2 separate regions of the Hordeum vulgare genome follow, and region 1 is linked to region 2. A link is a contact called in public Hi-C data. All regions are on one chromosome and are shown on one strand. Each heading gives the region's core, a stretch centred on a gene start, on an enhancer-like site or on the middle of the called end of the contact. The rest is flanking DNA. Distances are from core to core; before and after follow the strand shown. Region 1 holds the start of LOC123401633 (pentatricopeptide repeat-containing protein At4g04790, mitochondrial-like). Region 2 holds the start of LOC123403405 (bZIP transcription factor 11-like).

Region 1 (3,975 bases), core at 124-2,623, 160 kb before region 2:
TTCCTAAGGCAAAGTCATCCGCTCCAAGCTTTACCAACGATCCTATAAATTCACCTCCATCTACGGCTGCCGCTCCGACAGTCACTGGTGAAGAGGAAAATCCTCGGTGCCTACGCTCCGGCTAGTAGTTTATGTCGGGTTTTTTAGTCCTCAAAGACGCGACACTCAAACATATTGACGGCGTCCTGGATGGGGGGGGGGGGGAGGGGAGGGGTTCATCATGTCGTCTTCCACCCCTGGTGGGTGGGGCCGAGGACCCCATGTCGGTTCACCAGTGGACCCCATCAAGGTGGTCCATGGCATGTGAAAGAAATATTCCCTAAGACTTGATGTATACTCTGAGATACTATAAGTAGTCTACAACATGTTCTTAACCGACTAGGATGTTACTCTAGAACCTCAGTTTTCTATATATGATGAGGGGTAAGGCACGTAGACGACACACGACAATCTCAGGGCAGATCGATTGTACTATGTACTCGAACCAAAATCAATAAAACATAAGCATGACATAGGATTTTATCTTTTTGGAAAGCCTGAACCTGGGTCAAACCTCGTGTCATTGTTACCATCGTCTGATGATCATTAGTTTCGGACCCCCTATCCAAGATGCCAAATTTAGCTCCGTCACGGATGACGACACTTCTTCTTCGTGTTTGCCTTTGAGACTTTGACCCTCAATTTCGTTTGTAAGACATAGTCAACTGAGCTCCGAGGTACTCCCACCGTCTCATAATATAAGAGCATTTCTAATACTAATGTAGTGTATAAACACTTTTATATTATGGGACGGACGAACTAGATTCTTGCATCTCCTTAAGGCAACAAGGTTAGGGTTTCTTGTCGTGAATGTGCGATGGCAAGATTTGATGTCAGATGCTTTATATTTACTCAAGGGTTTAACGGTTATGACCACGGCTCGGGGGCCCTCGTTCTTAGGGACAGGTGCACGGGGGCTTCTGAGGTGTCATCGACGAGGTCAAGCCAACTCCAATAAAGGAGCCACAATAACAACACGCCGTCGACTCGTTCTGGTTACGGTAGTGGTCGTTCGACGGTCTATGTACCTTGATGAATTTTTTATCTGGGATGCTTTGTATTTCTGGTAAAGTTTTCTGATAAATCCAGATCCTTTTTGAAGAAAAAGAAAACCGTACACAGACTCTGTTTTCCACTTTCTTTTCGAGGAGCTCATTCTTTTTTCTCTTGAGACTTGAGAGGACTCGGGCCCTATTATTCCGTGGTGTGTTTAAGGTGGGTTTGGGCCCAGCCCAACCGCAACACCGACCCGCGGAAAAGCCGCCTGGTTCGCACGAACACGCTCGTCGCGCCGGCGCGCCTCCGCCGCGCCGCGACCTACTGGCGGCGGCTGCTCCGCCCGCCGCCCTCGGCCACGCGCCACCGATGTGGAAGCGCCTCCTGGAGACGACCAAGAAGGTGGCCGCCGCCGCGCCCGAGCTCGCAACCCGGAAGCGCCCCTCCACCAGCCGCGGCGCCGCCGTTTCCCCGGCCACCGCGGTCTCCCCCGCCTCCCTCCTCCGACTCAAGCAGGCCGCCGCTTCCAAGAAGACCATATTTCCCTCCTCCCTCCCCCACGCCGTCGCCAACGGTAACCGACTCCACACCCCTGACCCCATCCTCGCTCGCCATTTGCTCCCCACTCACTCGTCTCCCTTCTCTTGCTCAGATGGGGAGGAGGAGGAGGACAACTCCCGTGATTTCACCAAGGAGATCCTGTCCGTATTGAACGGTATTCTTATGCAGTCTCTGCTTCAACTGTCACCACACCGAAAACCCAAATGCAGCTCTTTCACTAGCTGTGGAACTGTATCTGCAACTGAGATTTATCTGATTATTAATGTTCAGGTCCTGATGAAGCGGAAGAGTCGGGGGTCACGGAGGCGCTGCCGGAGGAGTCCGAAGACAATGTCGACGCCATCGGCAACAAGATACTGGACATGGAGTGGTTTGCAGGGTCGCAACCGAGTAACGCGATGATGCACTTGCGGAAGGAGGTGGCGAGGGAGAAGAAGAAGCGCTACATCTTCAAGAACACGGAAAGCCGCCGCTTCACGAGGCTGATGCGGATGTGCGCCGACAAGCTTGGCATGGAGTCTGCGCTCGAGTTCTTCGGGAGGCTGGGGAGGGATACCGGTCCCAAGGAGTTCAATGCATTGGCTAGGGTTTGCTTGGAAAAGGCAAGGGCCTGCGGGGAAATTGACTCAGCAGTGGAACATATTTTTCGGGCATATCGGCTTTTCGAGATGATGAAAGATAGGGGGTTTCAGATCGAGGAAGACAGTTACGGGCCATTTCTCTTGTACCTGATGGATGTGGAGATGTTGGAGGAATTTGAGATGTTCAGCGCATTTTTTAGGGATGCGAATCCACGGTCCTGCTCCAGGATACCTTATTACGAGATGTTGCTTTTGATTCGAGCTCAAGATGAAGAAAGCATTCGAGAACTTTGTCGCTCTGTTGAAGACTGCAGTGAGGAAGCTGATTATTGCATAGCAGGTAATGGCCCAAAATCACAGTCAAAACCTTCTATTTGGGTATTCATCATAATGAGACAGAGTTGTTTCATCTTGCACAGTTTGTAAACTTACATACCATACCCCCTATAGTACCTTAATCAATGCATTGTTTTACAGAATGCTATATGCTGGCCTTTGCTGAAAGCAACAGAAAGATGGATTTTGTCACGTTCTTGAAATTACTTGACCCAACAAAAGTTTTAGGGTCGAAGTACGTATCCAGTATATTCAAGTATATGGGTAGGCTCGAACTGGAGACCCATGCTGAGAAACTTCTTCAGAAGATGACATCAAAAGGTGATAAACTGTATGCACATTTTGCCAAAATCTAATCAAAGTATTTTGATGGCTATAAGATGAACATTCAACTAATTTTATTGAAAAATCTTTGCATCGTAATATTTTCTTGATAGTTGAAGGATACAGTGCAATTTCTAGTTTCTGTTTCTGCACTACGTTCACCTCTTATCTGCTAATTTTGTTTATTTTCTGTTTCAGAATACTCCGATGTAAAAGTTTCATCCTTAATTTTTGACTATGCTGCAAATATTCCGAGTTTAGAGGTGAGTTTTATGGTAACTGCTGGTAATACATATAGCTTCTTATATACAATGGACTGTTTGTCTAGTGTTCTTCAATCTTGTGCTAAATATATTTACACAATACTTCTGCAACTTATGACATTGCAACAATTACTAAATAAAACACCCCCCCTGCAATATATGTACATAATACTTATGCAACTTACGACATTACAATAATCACTAATTTACTATAAAATCATAACTTTGTAACTCAAGAAAGCACATATGGTATTGGTGCTACCTTTTTTATTAGGGATTCACTGCCCAAAATAACATGAGTAGCGAAAAACCCAAATGCTATTCTTCGGAGTGGCAAAATAGAAATTCCTTTTTAGTTATATGTAGTGGAGTGGGCTGTATTTCCACGATGCACGTTATGTGCCTGCAGAAGTGCAGAGCATCGGGTGTAATTACTCTTAGCAGTATATATATTTATGTGTAATTCAAAAGACCAGTCAACTAAACTTATTTTTAGTAGGAAAGAAGAATCAATTTTCAACTGGGCAACTGGCATCCCTATCAGAACCATATTTATTTAACGATCCTCGTTATTAACATGGTGTTTGATATCATGGAAGCAATCACATGTTTATTTACCTTTTATCTATATACCATGTCGGTCATGACTGGTTATCATTTTTTGGGAAATGATTGGTTATCAGTTACCGCATTAGGACTTATTGCAAAATTCCTTTTGCTGCCCCATTTTCTTAATATAAGTAGGAAAACATTACTACCTGAGCAAATGCAGCTACTTATCATGTTAACAAAGCCATTGCAGCTAAGCATCATTGATATAACATCTGTTGGTAATTTATTTTCATGAAGGCTGAAGATGTTATATCAGCGTTTAA
Region 2 (4,553 bases), core at 444-2,943:
TCAAGAAGGATGAAGAAGACCCAGTAACCACGGGCTGGCCCAAGCCCACGGCCGATAGTCCACCTGTTGTGTAGGGTGGAATTTTATCCAAAATGTTATGCTAAAGCTTGGTTTTGCTGAATCATCTGTTTGACGAACAAGGCAATGACTCCTTCGTAAATGTAGATATAGCATACTTTCCTTCAATTTGTCAAGTTGTAACCGGCTTGGACCCCTCATGGCTGTACCAACGACCACCTACGTAAGGTGTGGTAGCTAGGGACCATCTATCGGTACCTCATAACCTTATATTATGACCCTTGCCTCTCACGTTATGGACCCTACATCAGAGTAGCACATGTGCGGCCCAGAACATCAAAGGGCATCGTCGACTTGTTATTATCACACAAACTTACATCGCCTAAATGATGATACTCCCTCTAAAAAGCTAGATGCGAAGCGAATAGCTAGTTAGGGCAACTCCAATGCATCGACCCAAACGGATAGCGTTGTTGTCCCTTTGGGTCGACCGCCCGCCTGTCCGTGTACGCTTTTTTAAATGGGTCAACCAGTACACCCAACGGGAAGCAAGTGAACGGCAGCACTGTGATAGTAAAATAATAAGAGAAAAGTGAGTGAGGATGAGTAGAGAGTGGTGGATGGGTGGGTGTGGTTGACAAGTGGGTGAGGTCAAACGGAGGAGGACGACACAAACACAATAAATGTCAGCTTCATGTCCACCTGTAACCTAAATGTGATTCAAATTTACGTTAGAATTGGGTCCGTACGGACGCGAAGAGGACACGTTTTAGGTTTGAGTTGGTGGATTAGACCTCTACTTTTATGACGTCGACCCAAATGAACGCGGACGGCCGATTTGAATCGTTGCGTTAAAGTTTCTCTTAGTAATCTGATGTTCCGTTGATTACCCTCTATACCTAAATACTGGTAGTTAAAAGAAGTAGAGAGTAGAAATCAAACAGACAAATCGCTCCACCGAACCTAGGTGCAAGTGTGCAACCTCGTCGCGCGTGCATTCACCGGATCACCGGTACGTGCGCCATATCCCATCAAGAATACCTACACCACGACGGACACGGGCAACAGCTTCATGTCTTTTCCTGCTCCTTCATACGTATTTCCTTTCTCCCAGATTCGGAACCGCCACCTGGTCCGTTGCTAGACCGCCCGCCGGCCCGTGATTCAAATCGTGCAGGACCCGCGTGCCAGACACCTTGAATACCATCTACTCCTACAGAGTTAGGGAATCGACATCTGCGTCTTGGAGCCCAGACAGCAGCCTACGTATCATCTGAATCTGATCTGCCCGCGATCACACACACAGAGGCAGAGATTCTCCCTCCACTTCCGCGCCACCGCCGCATGCGCGGTGAATTCTCACCGCCGCCGGCTTTAGGCGCATGCATCCTCCCCACGGTAAATTCGAGAGCCTTCTGGTTGGACACGAAGGCGTGCGTGCGTGCGTGCGTGAGTGATTTCCAGCCGCGCGCCTCGGATCCACTCGACTCGACCGGCCGCACGTGCGACCGCCCGCGCCCTCATTCCTGCCCGGCCGCTCTGCCACTGCTCTGCTGCACCCGCCGATCGGCGGCCGATTCCCATTCCCGCCCGGCCTCCCCCCACGGAATCGCATTCCCGTTCTTCCTCCCCCAGCCACCGGCCGGCTCTATAAATCCTTCCCCGCTCCCTGCCCCAACACCCCCCTCCTCCTCCGCTCCCTCCCCTGCACCGCAGCCAGAGAGACAGAGTCCGTCTAGAGAGAGAGAGAGAGAGAGAGAGAGAAGCAAGCTAGCAGTGAGCTGAGAGGTCGCCCGTCCGTCGGTCCATCCATCCATTCTCCGGCGGGTGGTGGAGCTCTCTCTTCTTCCAGGAGGCAACCAAAGAAAGCGGAGCGCACATGCTTCCCCGGGTACGCCTCAGAGTCCCCCGATGTCGCCGGTGATCAGCGAGATCCTCCTCTCCGGGTTTATGATCAACTCCACACTCCGGCGCCGAACCCACCTCGTCCAGTCATTCTCCGTCGTCTTCCTCTACTGGTTCTATGTCTTCTCATAAACCACTCGCCCCCACACACCTCCTCCCCCTCTCCCTCCTCCTCCTTTAGCCCTCCTCCTCCTTCCATCCTCTCCTCGTCCCTCCCACTCGCGCGCTTACTCTCTCGTCGTCGTCACTCCTCCTCCTCGTCGTCGTCGTCGCAGTCTCTCTAGAGTCAGTCCGTAGCTGGTAATCCATCCTTGCTTCTTGCAACAACAACAAAGGAAAGCAGAGAGTCCCTGCTTGCTTGCTTGCTTGCTTGGTGGTGGATGGCGTCCTCGAGCGGGAGCGGGAGCACGGGCTCGCTCTCGACGGCGGCGGCCATGGCCATGGCGGCCGCGTCGGGGACGGAGGAGGACATGCGGGCACTCATGGAGCAGCGCCGGGCGAAGCGGATGCTCTCCAACCGGGAGTCGGCGCGCCGCTCGCGGATGCGCAAGCAGCGCCACCTCGACGACCTCGCCGCGCAGGCGGCCCACCTGCGCCGCGAGAACGCGCACGTCGCCGCCGCGCTCGGGCTCACAGCGCGGGGCCTCCTCGCCGTCGACGCCGAGAACGCCGTCCTCCGCACCCAGGCCGCCGAGCTCGCCGCGCGCCTCCAGTCGCTCAACGACATCATCGCCTGCATGAGCGCCAGCAACAACACCGCAGCCGCCGTCGCGCTCACCGTCGCCGCGGCAGCCACCGCCACCGCCACCGACCCGTTCGGCTTCGACGGCCCGTCGCTCGACGACTACCTCTGCAGATCCTCCCCCGAGATGTTCATGTTCCCAGCCCTCCAAAGCTAGCACCCACGGCCATGGCATGGCAGACGACAGCAGCCAGCACAAGATCGAGCGAGCGAGCGCAGCAAGAAAGATCATCCATCCATCTTTTTTCCCTGATGCTTCTGGTGTTTCAGGTTAATTACGTACTGAAGATTTGGAGGGCCGTGGAGTTTTTACTGCACCTAACTAGAAAAGCTAGCTAGCTAGCAGCTGGGGTTAATTAATTAGTTACCGCGCCTAATCAATCATCATGTGTAATCTCAACTGGTGTGTGTGTACCAAGTGATGATGGTTCTTAAGCTTAGCATGCATCACCATCATGTGATCCACTATGTAAGAAGAAGCAGTAAGCTCTCTCTCCCTGTGCTGTTGCTCGATCAGACAAAGCAAGTGCCATATATAATTACTCTACTTACTTTTACTTACTCATCATCTCATGATTTCTTTTTTACTTCCATGCATGAACATTTTTTTTTTACTTATTTCTGCTACCTACCTTGGAGCAACCTTTTCTTCTCTCTGTCTTTGAATTGTGATGTGCTCTGCTAAAGTGCTGATGCCGCTTACTATCTTGCTCTTCCTGACTTAACTAGCTTCACATTTCCACTTCAAAAAAAAAAAAAAAAAAACTGGCTTCACATTTTTCACAGCTAGTAGACATAGTACATCCATCAGATGCCAATCAATGCACAAGGTTCAGAAAATCCTCATGATATTCCCCCCACAAGGCAGTGAGTGGGAAGAGAATAATAACCAGAGAGTGATAGCAGCCAGTCTTTTGTGACTGGAATATATTCAGAACGGAATAAAAAACAACTGGCCCATGGTTTTTTGTTTTTTCATTCATACACAAATGTATTTATTTATTTCTCAAGATTATTATTTTTTCCAGTACAGCACAGCACCAACAGATGGACGGTTGTGCATGCACGCGGAAAGAGATTCTCCAGTTTACCACCCCAATGTTCTCCTCCACTATTCCCATCACAGCCTCTGCTGGTTGGTTCCTGGGAATTCTGATTGTACCACAGGGCCACTTTTTCTCTGCTTGTCATGCATGGATGCATGCATGGACCAAACTCTCTTGTACAAAGGCACAGTGCATGCTATGCTATGCATGTCCTGCTGCTTCTACTACTACTACTGCTACATCTCTGCAAAACTAATGGCGGCAGCACTAGCACTAGCAGTAGCCTCATGGCTAGCTAGCTAGCTAGGCTTGTAGTAGTAGCTCATCTTTCATCTCAAACCCATTTCTCTTTCCTTGAGAAAATGATGATGGTAATGGCCTGAAAAATCATCCAATTTTCATCTGGCTCCAGCTCACATGATATGTATCTTCTTGGGTGTGGTACTGGTAGTCTGGTGGTGCTGGTACCTACCCACCAAACCAAACCACATGCAGCCTGATTGATGATGATCCTGCTGCTGCAGTCACACACACATGAATCTCATGCATGCATGCATGATCCTAACAGGAGTGCCGGGATCAGCAGCTGCCACCACAGGATGTGATTTGCATCTTGGCCTTGCAGCCCTTGTGTAACTTCTGTACTGTACCCAGTACATGCATGCACACACACACATGCTTGCACACATATGGGATGTGAATGGAGGACCACTGCAAGAGATGTGCAATTTGGTGCACTGGGCCTGGGCCTGGAGGTAGCTTAGCAGCATTCATGGAGTCGAGTGGAGTGGAGTGGAGTAGAGCCGGGCCTGGCCTCCCACACAGTGGACATTGCAGAGAGG

What was found. Hi-C and Micro-C count contacts between places; a contact is called where the count stands out from the background.
Region 1: a contact with region 2 is called in a Hi-C map of leaf, with 10 times the contacts expected there. The contact joins the promoter of LOC123401633 here to the promoter of LOC123403405 in region 2. A contact is called at or near these places in 6 of 6 Hi-C or Micro-C datasets (leaf, seedling and an unstated tissue) and 1 of 1 datasets of contacts at active chromatin or transcription factors (embryo).

The regions. Positions count from the first base shown.
Region 1 is chr6H:40,581,036-40,585,010 of MorexV3_pseudomolecules_assembly, reverse strand. It overlaps LOC123401633 (pentatricopeptide repeat-containing protein At4g04790, mitochondrial-like), which reads left to right and starts at 1,373. Exons shown (of 16, transcript XM_045095470.1): 1 at 1,373-1,609; 2 at 1,688-1,750; 3 at 1,867-2,517; 4 at 2,655-2,834; 5 at 3,036-3,100; 6 at 3,950-3,975. The coding sequence starts at 1,405.
Region 2 is chr6H:40,424,712-40,429,264 of MorexV3_pseudomolecules_assembly, reverse strand. It overlaps LOC123403405 (bZIP transcription factor 11-like), which reads left to right and starts at 1,693. Exons shown (of 1, transcript XM_045097340.1): 1 at 1,693-3,176. The coding sequence starts at 2,304. The coding sequence ends at 2,822.